Linked DNA regions of Sus scrofa: region 2 is linked to region 1. The links are chromatin contacts, called in public HiChIP or PLAC-seq maps. All regions are on one chromosome and are shown on one strand. Each heading gives the region's core, a stretch centred on a gene start, on an enhancer-like site or on the middle of the called end of the contact. The rest is flanking DNA. Distances are from core to core; before and after follow the strand shown.

Region 1 (5,749 bases), core at 1,346-3,845:
ATATGCCTCGGGTGCAGCACTTTAAAAAAAAAAAAGGGGGTGCTCAAATAGAGGAAGGAAGGTATGGCACAGGGAAATTATTCTTTGGACATATTCTAAGATATGCCTAAATTCTAAAAATCTGAAGTTTTAGTTACTAATGTAGCCAGTTACTTCAGCTGGTACCAGGGACAAAAAAGTCCATATGAAACTGCATCATGGCACACTCAAATTCTGAAAGCCTCAAAATACCATTCTATGTAATAAATTTGTACTTTAACAAATGTTTTAGGTTTAGTGAGCTATTAAATTATGTTAAATTTACTCACTGTACTTTTTTCAAAAGCAACTACCTTCTCTTCTAAAATTCTGTATCTTGGAGTCCCGTTATGGCTTAGCGGAAATGAACCCAACTAGTATCCATGAGGATGGGGGTTTAATCCCTGGCCTTACTCAGTGGGTTAAGGATCCAGAGTTGCCACAAGCTCAGTGTAGGTCACAGACACAGCTTGAATCTGGTGTTGATGTGGCTGCGGTGTAGGTCAGCACATGTAGCTCTGATTTGACCTCTAGCGTGGGAACTTCTATATGCTGCAGATATGGCCCTAAGAAAATTAAAAAAAAAAAAAAAAAAAAAAGAATTCTATATCTTGCATTATTTCCACTTATGAACACACTTAAATTGTATGAATAAATCTACACCTAGATTAATACTGTAATCTTAATTCTAACCTCCCAGAAATGTTTGGTGAATAGGAACAGCTGGGTTGATAACCTGTCTGTTCTGAACATTAAGGCAAATATTTCCAGTTTGTGTTTCATAAATATTTTCACCCAATAAGTCAGTTTCAAGTTTCAAGCAGTTATAATTTAAACTTATGATTGTACTATCCTTTCTACTTTGTTTGAAAGCAGTTCAAGTTTTCCCTAATAAATTAAAAATAAAGGATCATTACTCTGATTTCTTCAGCATATATTGAACAAATAAAAATGATACAAAATTTCTAAACCTTCTTTTTACAAAAAAAAAAAAAACTAATTAAATATTAATACCAGGATAAAAAAACAAAGGACAACTAAAGTGCCATTTCAAGATCTCATACCTTGGTCGAGTGAGAATGTTCAATTTTCTTTTAAGTTCCTGATGTTATTCCTTGTTAAGGAGTAAGCCCTCAGTAAATACAAATATGAAGATCATAAACTTCAACTACTAATCTTACTTTTGGTATCAATGTTAGGAAAGTTAAAAGACAAATATTTTGAGGATGACACACTTGCTGACCTGCTTTGTTGCAGGGCTAGGTAACAGGACCTAAAAACTAAAACATCATTTTCATCCTTTTAAACGTGATCTTTCTAAGGCAGGTTCATGCAGTTCAAAAGAGACTAACAGACAACCAAAAACGTTATTCAGACAACGGTGTCCTGTCAGAAGTTAAACAGCCACTCACTAAAGATAATTGTCCAAGTCAGCAGCATCATGATTATTCAAATAAAGTACATGCAGCATAAGACACTGTTAAGGACCTAATAAGCTAGGATGGACTCTGTAAAGATCACTGTAAAATCCTTTCAACTTTCCTGTATTTTGAAATTTCTCATAATAAAATGTTGAGGAAAAAGGCATTATAAAAAATGACCTCTTAAACCTTAAAAGATGATTTACCAACCGCTTTCAGGGATCTTTCCATTAGCAAAACTACCTGAACCAAAGTTATCTGTATGAATAGTAAAACAAAACAAAAACCCTCTAAGAATGTGAAAAAACAGTCACACATCTTGCTAGAAAGGCTGTAAACTAAAGACAAACGGAAACTGATTTGGCGCGTCTTCTCTAAACCTTTGCAATACATCTTCACCACGGAAGCTATTTTAAAGTGGAAGAACTTTAAAATGAATCCTCAATGTTCTTCAAGCAATTAACCATTTTTCTTTCCGCGCTTCGAACCCTTAAGGGCCCCGACTCTACATCCCAGGACCCCTCACTTCTGCCCCACTGGAAAGACAGATCTGCGCCAAAGTCTAAACAGCCGGTATCTCCTAACTATAACACGGCTTCATCAACTTTAGCTGGGCTGCAGAAAATGAAGTCGGGTAGTGATTCCAAAGAGAGGAAGACAAGTGGTGAAGAGCCTACAATTTAACAGTTGAAACTGTCCGAAATAACCCTAAAATCCGGCCCCGGAATTGGGGGGGGGGGGCGGGAGGCGCGAATCAAGTCCAGGAGACGCATCCCACTAAGGGAGAGGTCCCGCGCCGAGGCCTGGGGGACAGTTTACGCAATCTGAACCCTAGATTCTCAGCCTGAGTTCTGGCCCTGGTGGAATTTCCGCCCGCGCTCTTCCCGGCACCGCACCCACCACACGCCCGGGTGACACGGCCCAGCGAGGGGAAGGATATTCTCGGCGCGGAGCTGCTCGACGGTTTCCTCGCACTGCCGAAGCCGTTCCCGGAGCTCCGCGTCGCCGACTCCATTCTCATCCTCCTCGTCGCCGTCGTCTTCCTTGAAGCGGGTGTGAACGGGCTTCGGAATCGACTCCTCGGCGTGGTCAAACGCCTCGAACAGCTCTAGATCGCCAAAATCCACCTCCGCCGCCATTTTGGGCTGTGGGAAAAGACACGAGAAGAGGCGGAGCTGGCCACCCGGCCGGCGGCCAAGGTTGTTGGGCGGCACCGCTCTCCCGGCTCCGGCCGATCTAAGCCACCCAGTAGGGTTTCCTCCTAAACGTAGGCCGCCGGAGCTGCACAAGGGGCGGGCCAGTCCTGTGAGACTACAACTCCCAGAATGCAACGGCGTTTCCTCAGACCCACCTCTGAGATTGCTCCGAAGCATGGCATGCTGGGACATGTGGTTTCTAAGCGACTGTTAACTCATTGTTTGCACTGCATACTGGGATTGGTCCTTTTAAAACGTGAAGAAAGCCCAACTAGATCAAAATGTTACGAGTTGTCCCTGTTATGTATCTAAGGCTGAAAAAAATCAGAGCACGATGCATGGTTTATCACATGTTGTGGTTGCGTGCCAAACTAGAGAATAAGGAACTCCAGCTTTGCCATAGGATACATTTGTAATCTTGGAGAAGCTACTTCAGTTGGTTGGTTTTTTTTTTTTTTTTTTTTTTTTTTTTTCCATGAAGCTCAAGCTTTAGGTTACTTTAGCTTTGTCTGTTGTGGCTTTTGGTGGTTTCTCCTTCAATCACCCATTCATTCAGTAACATTTATTTACCACATTCAGTGTGCCAGGTACTGTTCTAGGAGCTGAGAATGCAAGAGTGAGCAAAATAGGGAGTTCCTCTTGTGGCTCAACAGTAACGAACCCGACTAGCATCCATGAGAATGAGAATGAAAGGTTTGGTCCCTGGCCTTGCTCAGTGGATTAAAGATCCGGCATTTCTGTGGCTGTGGTATAGGCGGCTACAGCCCCAATTCAACTCCTAACCTGGGAATTTCATATGCTGTTAAGTGTGGCCCTAAAAAGAAAAAAAAAAAAAAAAAAAAAAAGGAAAAAAATTCCGTATGAAAAGGCAGAGTGGAGCAAGAGGAGGCCCGGGGTGGAACGTTAATTAGGCCAGTACTCAGAGACCATATTAGGCATATTCATTCTTCCCATCCCCAAATTGGTAAGCATTTTAAACAGGTGGTGTGTCTGTGAGCTACAAATTTACATTTTGATAGGATGGTCCTGATTGCATGGTAGGAAAAGAATTGGTGGCAGTCTAGGAGACAGATGGAATAGATTTTTGTAATAAAATCAACAAATGTTAGATTAGGTAGTGGCAAGTGGTGGAGAGTTGGTATTTAATAGAGGATATTTGAAAAATAAAGAACAGAGATAACTCAAGGGTTATGGGGAAGGAGAGGAAAGGGTTGTGAATTATTTGCCAGGATCTGACTTAACAAACTTGAATAAATGATTACTAGAGATAGAGAACAACATATGTTGACCAGGTTTGGAAGCCAAGAGTGAGTTCAATTTTGACTATGATGTACCTTGAGATAATTTTATCCTAAAACAGATGAGTAACTTGAATAGTGGAAGAAATTTTTGAAGCACTGTTTTACTGGTAAATTGAAGGTAAAATTTTAGGCCCTAGTAAAGGTGTATATTAGGCAGCTAGATATTCGAGTAAGCTCCCCCCCCCAAAGTATGATCTCAAGGTTAGTAAATACAACTGTTATCTAGAGAATGAGACTGTATAATGAAGAGTGGAAAGTCTAGGACTTTCTATAGGACTGGAATTGAGAAGGGTAAGACTACAGAAATTGATGAATGGCCAGTGGGAGAACTGAGTCCCAGAGAAATTATATTTAAGTACATACTTAAATCAACTTTTCACCTGTGAAACTCTTAACTTGGAATGATATATAACAAATTAATTTCTGCTATCTTCTGCCAGCCTACTTCTTACATGGTATTTAAGTTTTCTAATTTTAATCACAACCTATCATCACCCAAATCACCTCATCTTTCAATTTGGTAATCTTACCCTCAAAGCCAATTGCTCTCACACAGTTTATCATAACTTGCCTCAAATAGAGTAGTCTTATCTTCTTGTTTACCTACCTACCATGTCTTTGAGGTATCTCTTGGATAGCAACTTATGTTCCTGTTACATAAAAGCCATCATGGAATATGAGACTTTGAAACTGAAAGCACAGCTTTCATAGCAGCTAGGAAAAAGTTTAAGCACATAAAAACTGTGAAGTATCTTCCCTATAAACTGAAACTCATTTCCAATTGAGCCAAGCTGTTAACTTCCCAGGCCCCAGGCCTCTAATAACTGCTTCTTGAAGTTTAATTATACAAGTTAACAATTGCCCATACGCCTACCTCTAAATTGCAAGGTCCAGGATGGTTGCCCCTGGCCACATGGTGGCTACTGTTAACTTTCTTGACCACCCCCCCAACCCCCAGCTTGTGGAAATTCCCAGGCATGAGATCAAAACCACAGGACAGTAGAGACCCAAGCTGCTGCAATGTTAACACCAGATCTTTAACACACTGCATCAAAAGAGAACTCCAGCTATTGGTAACTTCAAATGTAACTAGTCCCAACTGGGATTTTGTAAAATCTCAACTAAAAATACCAGTTACCTATTCAATTATTCTAGATATAATAAATGGATCAAAATTAGCTACAAAAATTCTTAAAATTACTACTCTAGATGAATGCAGGATGGACCCTATCACCCCTAATGAACTGCCAGATCCTAAAATACTGTAGAAAAACAGGTAGCAGTTAATGCCTACTTTTTATATCCACAGTGCATTACAAGCCATGAAAATTTTTTTTCTGTCTTTTCTAGGGCCACTCCCACAGCATATGGAGGTTTCCAGGCTAGAGGTTCAATCCGAGCTGTAGCCGCCAGCCTATGCCAGAGCCACAGCAACTCAGGATCCGAGCCGAGTCTGCAACCTACACCACAGCTCACGGCTACACTGGATCCTTAACCCACTGAGCAAGGCCAGGGATGGAACCAGCAACCTCATGGTTCCTGGTCGATTTGTTAACCACTGTGCCACGACGGGGAACTCCAAGCCATGAAAAAAATTTTAATGAAGCCAATTCAACCTTTAGCTCAACATAAAATTCAATTTGGGATGATTTCAAAATGGAAAACCATGGTATCTTTTCTCCAGAAACATGACTTTGTCACTGAAGCATGAAGAGCCATCTCTCCAGAGAATCATTGTGCTCTAGGAAAACTAAACATATTGAGCAGACTTCTGCTGCTGCATTGTGCTACTATATTGTGGAGATTATTTTCA
Region 2 (5,749 bases), core at 1,550-4,049, 230 kb before region 1:
CTTTCGTTGTTTAGGCCTTTTAAAAGCTCTGGAATCTAACTTACATTAAGTATATAACCTAATTTATGTACATCTAACCCATCAGCAACTCCTGACCACTTTCAGCCCACTTCCAAGCCTACGACCTCTTCATGTCTGGACTCCTTGGTTTTTTTTAAGTTTCACATAGCAACCTTTAAAAACTTATGTCAGGGAGTTCCCGCTGTGGTGCAGTGGTTAACGAATCCAACTAGGAACCATAAGGAGCCTAGCCTGGGAACCTCCATATGCCGCGGGAGCAGCCCCAGAAAAGCCAAAAAAAACCCCATAAATAAATAAATAAAACCTTATGTCAGGAGTTCCCATCGTGACTCAGTGGTTAAAAAACCAACTAGCATCCATGAAGACGAGGGTTCGATCCCTGGCCTTGCCTTCCTCAGGGTTAAGGACCTGGTGTTGCTGTGAGCTGTGGTGTAGGTCGAAGATATGGCTCAGATCCTGCATTGCTGTGGCTCTGATTCAGGCTATAGCTTTGATTTAGCCCCTAGCCTGGGAACCTCCATATGCTGCTGGTGTGGCCCAAGAAGACAAAACAAACAAACAAACAAACAAACCTATGTCAGATCATAATAACCCTTTGTTTTGATTTTTAGGGCTGCACCTGAAGCAAATACAAGTTTCCAGGTTAGGGGTCGAAAGTGGAGCTACAGCTGCCAGCCTACACCACAGCCACAGCAATGCTAGATCTGAGCTGTGCCTACAACTTACACCACAGCTCATGGCAACACCGAATCCCTGATCCACTGTGTGAGGCAAAGCAGCATCCTCATGGATATTAGTCAGGTCAGTTACCACTGAACCACAACAGGGACTCCCAGAACATAATTTCATGTTAAAATCCTCTGTGGATTCTTTTCCATGATAAAATCCAAAGCTTTACAATGGCCCACAAAGTATAAAAATCAAAGTACATTTTGGTCTTCAGGTAACTCTCTGGCCTCATCTATTACTGTTTCTCTCTCATTCCACTTTCTCCTTTTCCTTGTCTCCAAAATGTTAAGCTTTATGAAAGCAGAAACTTTGATGTGCTCTTACGGTCTCAATGCAGGGCACGTAAAACTTGCCCAATAGGAGTTCCCTGGTGGCCTAGTAGTTTAGGATTCAAGGTTGCACTGATGTGGCTCAGGTTCAGTCTCTGGCCCAGGAACTTCCACATGCCTCACAAGGCCAAAAAAAAAAAAAAAAAAGGTGCCCAATAAATTTTTGTTGAAAGACTATTTTGCTGATACTGTCATATGCTCTTTCCTTTCTTCCCTCTTTATAAAATTTGGTGAACTTGACATATTGTTCCTACCAAATGAAACTATCAAAATGAAAATATTAATATAACATTAGCTCAACTCTAAAAGATGATGCTGGTATAGAAGAAAGTATATGATCACATGGGGATGTATGGGATGCATGGGTAAAACCATGAGAGCTAGTTAGATGTTTCAGTGCCCACTTGAGACTTCAAGAAGACACAATACACTAAAACAAGAAACACTGAGTGACAAGACAGTTTACCTGTGCAATAGGAACTGCACAAAGGGTTACCCCAAGTCCAACCACCACAGTTTTGTGCCATGGTCTTATCAGTTCTGAGAAACAGCGCTTCTTAAGGTTAGCCACGACTGGAACACATTGTCTGTACCTAGAAACAGAAGTCAAATTTAATAAGGCACAACCACCGATCTGTTTTGTTTTTGTTTTGTTTTTTTTTAAATGGCCACATCTGTGGCATATGTAAGTTTCTGGGCCAAGGATTGAACTCGTGCCTCCGCAGCAACCTGAGCTGCAGCAGTCGGATTCTTAACCCACCGTGCCATGGCAGGAGCCCGCACAACCACCAATCTGTAAAAATCTTTTCAATTTATCTGCAGGGGTTGGAAACTCAAACTCGGGCCACGGTGGAACTTAAATGACGATGTAGGATGGCCTTCCGTGGGAAGGGGAGGGTGGTGGACAGGAAAGGCCCGGACTCGCAGAAATCAGCAACCGCTACTTGGCTCCTGAGAACCATGACCGTGCGGGAATGCGGGCTGAAAGATTTCAGAGTTTAAGAGGTACCAGGTGTGAACGTTTAAAAGGTGTCTCAAAGCTTTTAAAAATCTCATACTAAAATGCTTTCTACAGGGAAGATTAAGTCTGGTCCTCTACCCTAGGCTGCAAGGTGTCTCATGCTCCCTGAGACACAACACCTGGAGCTCGCAGGCACTGAGAGAGGAGCCTAGAGGCCGTAGGGAACAGGACTCGCAGGGAGACTCTGTTCCTGGGGTTCCTCTGCCCTCAGGGAAAACTTCCTCCAGGTCTGCCGCCTGCCCGGGGCTCTCCCTCTACTCTCCCCATTGACTTCGATGCGCCAACGGGAGTCACTTCGCGGGCAAACCTTGAGCCCCCTAAAAGAAAGCCCAAGGTTGGGGAAATTCGCTTTCAGTAGGTGGAATGACGAAAAAGCCGCCGGGAAGAGAGGAAGCCCGGGCCTAGCCCAGCAAGCGGGAGACCTCCGGACCCGGGCAGAGGCGGGACGTCTTCGGCCGAGAGAGGCGGGACGCCGTGACCCGCTCGGCCGAAAAGGAAACTGCTCGCCCGTAGGGCCGGGGCTGCGGTCGGTCACGGCGCTCTCAGCATCAACTCTCTTGGTTCGACCCTGACCTCCTATACAACCGTAGCGGTACCTGAAGAAGAAAGCTACGTTCCGCGACAGCCAACTCCGCAGAGCCGCCATCCCGCGGAAGGCGGACGCCGGACGCACACGTCGGAAGTGACGCCACCTCGTGAGCCGGGGGCGGGGCGCGGGCGCTACTTGGGTGGGCCTGGGCCCATGGTCACGCCCCCACCCCGTGACGCAGTCGGGATTGGACAGACGGGGAGGAAAGGGCGGGGCTGAGGGTAACGGCTGTAACGGCCTCGCAGAACACCCAACCGCCCGAGCTTCCGCTTCTGGCTGGGCGGACTCTGGGCCTGAGGGCACGGAGCAGACGGAGCGAAGTCGGCTGTCCTGAGGGGTGGTTGAATCGGGGCCCGGGGCTTCTCCTCGAGAGGCAGCCCCGGCCCGGCCGTGAGGCGGAGGATTCTCTCGTTAGTCAGCCTTGCGGGTCCGGCAGGACAGAGGCCACAGAACGAGCAGCTCCGGGACGGCGGGGGTGGGGGTGGGGGGGAAGGGTGGCGTAGGCGACTGGGGGCGGGAGGGGCGGGGAGCTGGGATGCGGCGCTGTCACTTCAGCACCAGGAAGTAGGTGGTCCAACCGGCCAGTAGCAGCGCCCCGATGAGCACGGTGTAGCTGAGGAGCACGAAGGCCAGCAGCTCTCGCAGCAGCTGCAGCACGTGGATGGTGGACGAGGCCGGCATCGCCCTGCGCGGGAGGCCCGAGGACCTGCGGGCAGGGGCACCCGGGAGACCCTGAGCACGCAAAGAGGATGGTTCCCTCCCTTGCCCACCCTCTGCTGGACACTGAACAAGCGCTGCTGAGCCAGGCACTGTTTAGGCACTGAGGATACAGGGGGCTAGACTAGGTCCCGGCCCTCTAAAGAGTAAACACTTTTCTTAAGGTGAAGAAAACCCAAAGTGCTGATTTTCTTCATAGCAATCACTGGACACTGTATTTACACTACAGAATTCTTTTAAACTGAAAGTTCCCCTCATTCTTCTGCTCCCGACCTGGACCTGGGCTTAGAGGAGAGAAGCCTGGTTGTTACCAGCCCCCCCCCACCCCCCGCCGCCGCTGCACTGGTCTTCATCCTCAGCCTTCTCTTCCCATCCACCTCCTGCATTTTTAATGTTGTGAGTGCTGCTAATGGGCTGGTGGAATAAAGCTTGCTTTTGCCATCACTCAAGCTGCACCCCTGGCTGTCGGCACTGCTTGGGAGGGGAAGAAAAGAAAGCAGCCCCCCCTGCAATACCTCTAGCCCCAAGGCTTATTAGTACACACGAGTCTGAGGATCCCTGCTTTGTGGCCAGGCATGCTTGCCCTTCTGGCCAGCCAGGATCAGAGTGCCAAGAGGTGGGTATCAATTGGATTCTGGGCTCATCTCCTTCCCCATCGGGCTCTTGTGCACCTGCTCCAGCCCCATCTCTTCCACCACAGATGGAATCAGATGGTAACAATCACAAACCAGTTCTTTACCTCCACTGCTGCCCTGCCCAGCTCCCCTCAATGCCAGCCACCAGCATCCCCCTCTCCCCATTTCACTCACTCAACAAAGTTTGAACGGCTCCTCCACCAGGGCAGCTCCACGGTCCCTCTCTGGTCTGGTGTCTGAAGGTAGGCTTGTGTGCACTTTCCAGTGATGTCAGTAGAGCTGAGGGATTTTCAGGCAGCAGCTGCTCTCACCAACTAGGTGTGGTCTAGAGACCAATCACAATCTCCACGTGGTCCCTGAGCTATCAGGGAGCTGCGCACAGGCGATCCCAGGCCAGTTCGGAAGCTGGCAACTCTGCACACCCTCTGCCTGTGTCACCATCACGGTCCCCAGAGCTCTGAGGTTCCCCAAAAAGCTCCGGACTTAGATGGGCTGAGCAAGGGGCACACTAGGGGGCATTTCACGCCTCTCTTGTCTTTTTTCCTAAACACTGCAGATGGGACATAGTCCAAATGCTTTTCTTACTCCCGCTAAAAGAAGTCCCATCCTAGAGTCTCAGACAAGAACCACGGTACATAAAACATTCACTTAAGATTGCCCAACTAAAGCAAAAGCTGTTGTCTTAAAAAACATGCAAGTTCGAGCATTCCTGTGTGTGTGTGAGACAGAGCAAGAGAAGAAAAGCACTTGAGTGCTTCTACTAAGAGTTGAGCGGTTTAGAGACTCATTACACAGTCGCCTTCCCAATGTGCCCACTTGCAATTTTCAACTTAAATGCAACGCAAAAGCCAATCAGTATTTGAGCCAGTAAAGAACAGACCCTTTCCCAGAAGTAACAGTGAAGGGAAAAGACAGTGCAAACTTTATGCTGCTTATGTTTTTTTGTAGTAGTTTATAGTTAGACTATGTTTTGACCTTAAAACAAACAAACAAACAAAAAAAAAAAACAGGCAGTGTGGACATCAACCCTTTTATCAACATCATCATCCAGAAGAGCAAATGGCTCTTTAATTTGATCAGGATCTCTTATTATCGAATCACTGCCCCGCTGGAGCCGGGCTGAAAACAGGAGCAGAACATTATCAAGCTGCGCAGGAAGCCAGTGAGTAGTAATTGCTCCCCCAGAGAACTGGTTATCTGGAGGGTTCTGTGTCCTGCCAAGTCACGGGAAAGAAAGCATGGCGAGGTTTATACCCTCACCAAAGTAACAGATGAAGGCTATTAAAAATAGCCCTGATACTGTTCCCCTTTAACTCTCACATCCTTCAAATGGATATCACAAGGCAGTTATGTGTTCCAGCCTTTGCAGCCTCTAGTCACCACCCAGTTTGGGGTATTTTACAGCAGCGGAGTTAACTGAAGCTGAGAAATATTATGTAGCTTGAAGTTCACATGCATTCATTTAGAAATAAGAGAATCAGAAATTTTATATTACTGCTTTTTCTTTTTACAGCTTCACTGGCAGCATATGGAAATTCCCAGGCTGGGGGTCAAATCCGAGCCACATCTGCAATCTACACTGCAGCAGCAATGCCAGATCCTTAACCCACTGAGTGAGGCCAGGGATTGAACCTGCATCTTCTCGGAAACCATGTCAGGAAACTGATGAGCCACGACAGGAGCTCCATTACTGCCTTTTTCTGATTGT

The links. HiChIP or PLAC-seq counts read pairs in DNA pulled down with a chosen protein or histone mark.
Region 2: an H3K27ac HiChIP or PLAC-seq map of alveolar macrophages shows a contact between it and region 1. The contact joins the promoter of DIABLO here to the promoter of ZCCHC8 in region 1. A contact is called at or near these places in 1 of 5 promoter capture datasets (fetal skeletal muscle), 1 of 47 Hi-C or Micro-C datasets (brain) and 1 of 2 datasets of contacts at active chromatin or transcription factors (alveolar macrophages).

The regions. Positions count from the first base shown.
Region 1 is chr14:30,261,369-30,267,117 of Sscrofa11.1, reverse strand. It overlaps ZCCHC8 (zinc finger CCHC-type containing 8), which reads right to left and starts at 2,595. Exons shown (of 15, transcript NM_001190154.1): 1 at 2,380-2,595; 2 at 1,083-1,125. The coding sequence starts at 2,578.
Region 2 is chr14:30,495,935-30,501,683 of Sscrofa11.1, reverse strand. It overlaps DIABLO (diablo, IAP-binding mitochondrial protein), which reads right to left and starts at 2,799. Exons shown (of 6, transcript NM_001190216.1): 1 at 2,697-2,799; 2 at 1,546-1,672. The coding sequence starts at 2,746. It also overlaps a transcript of VPS33A not described here.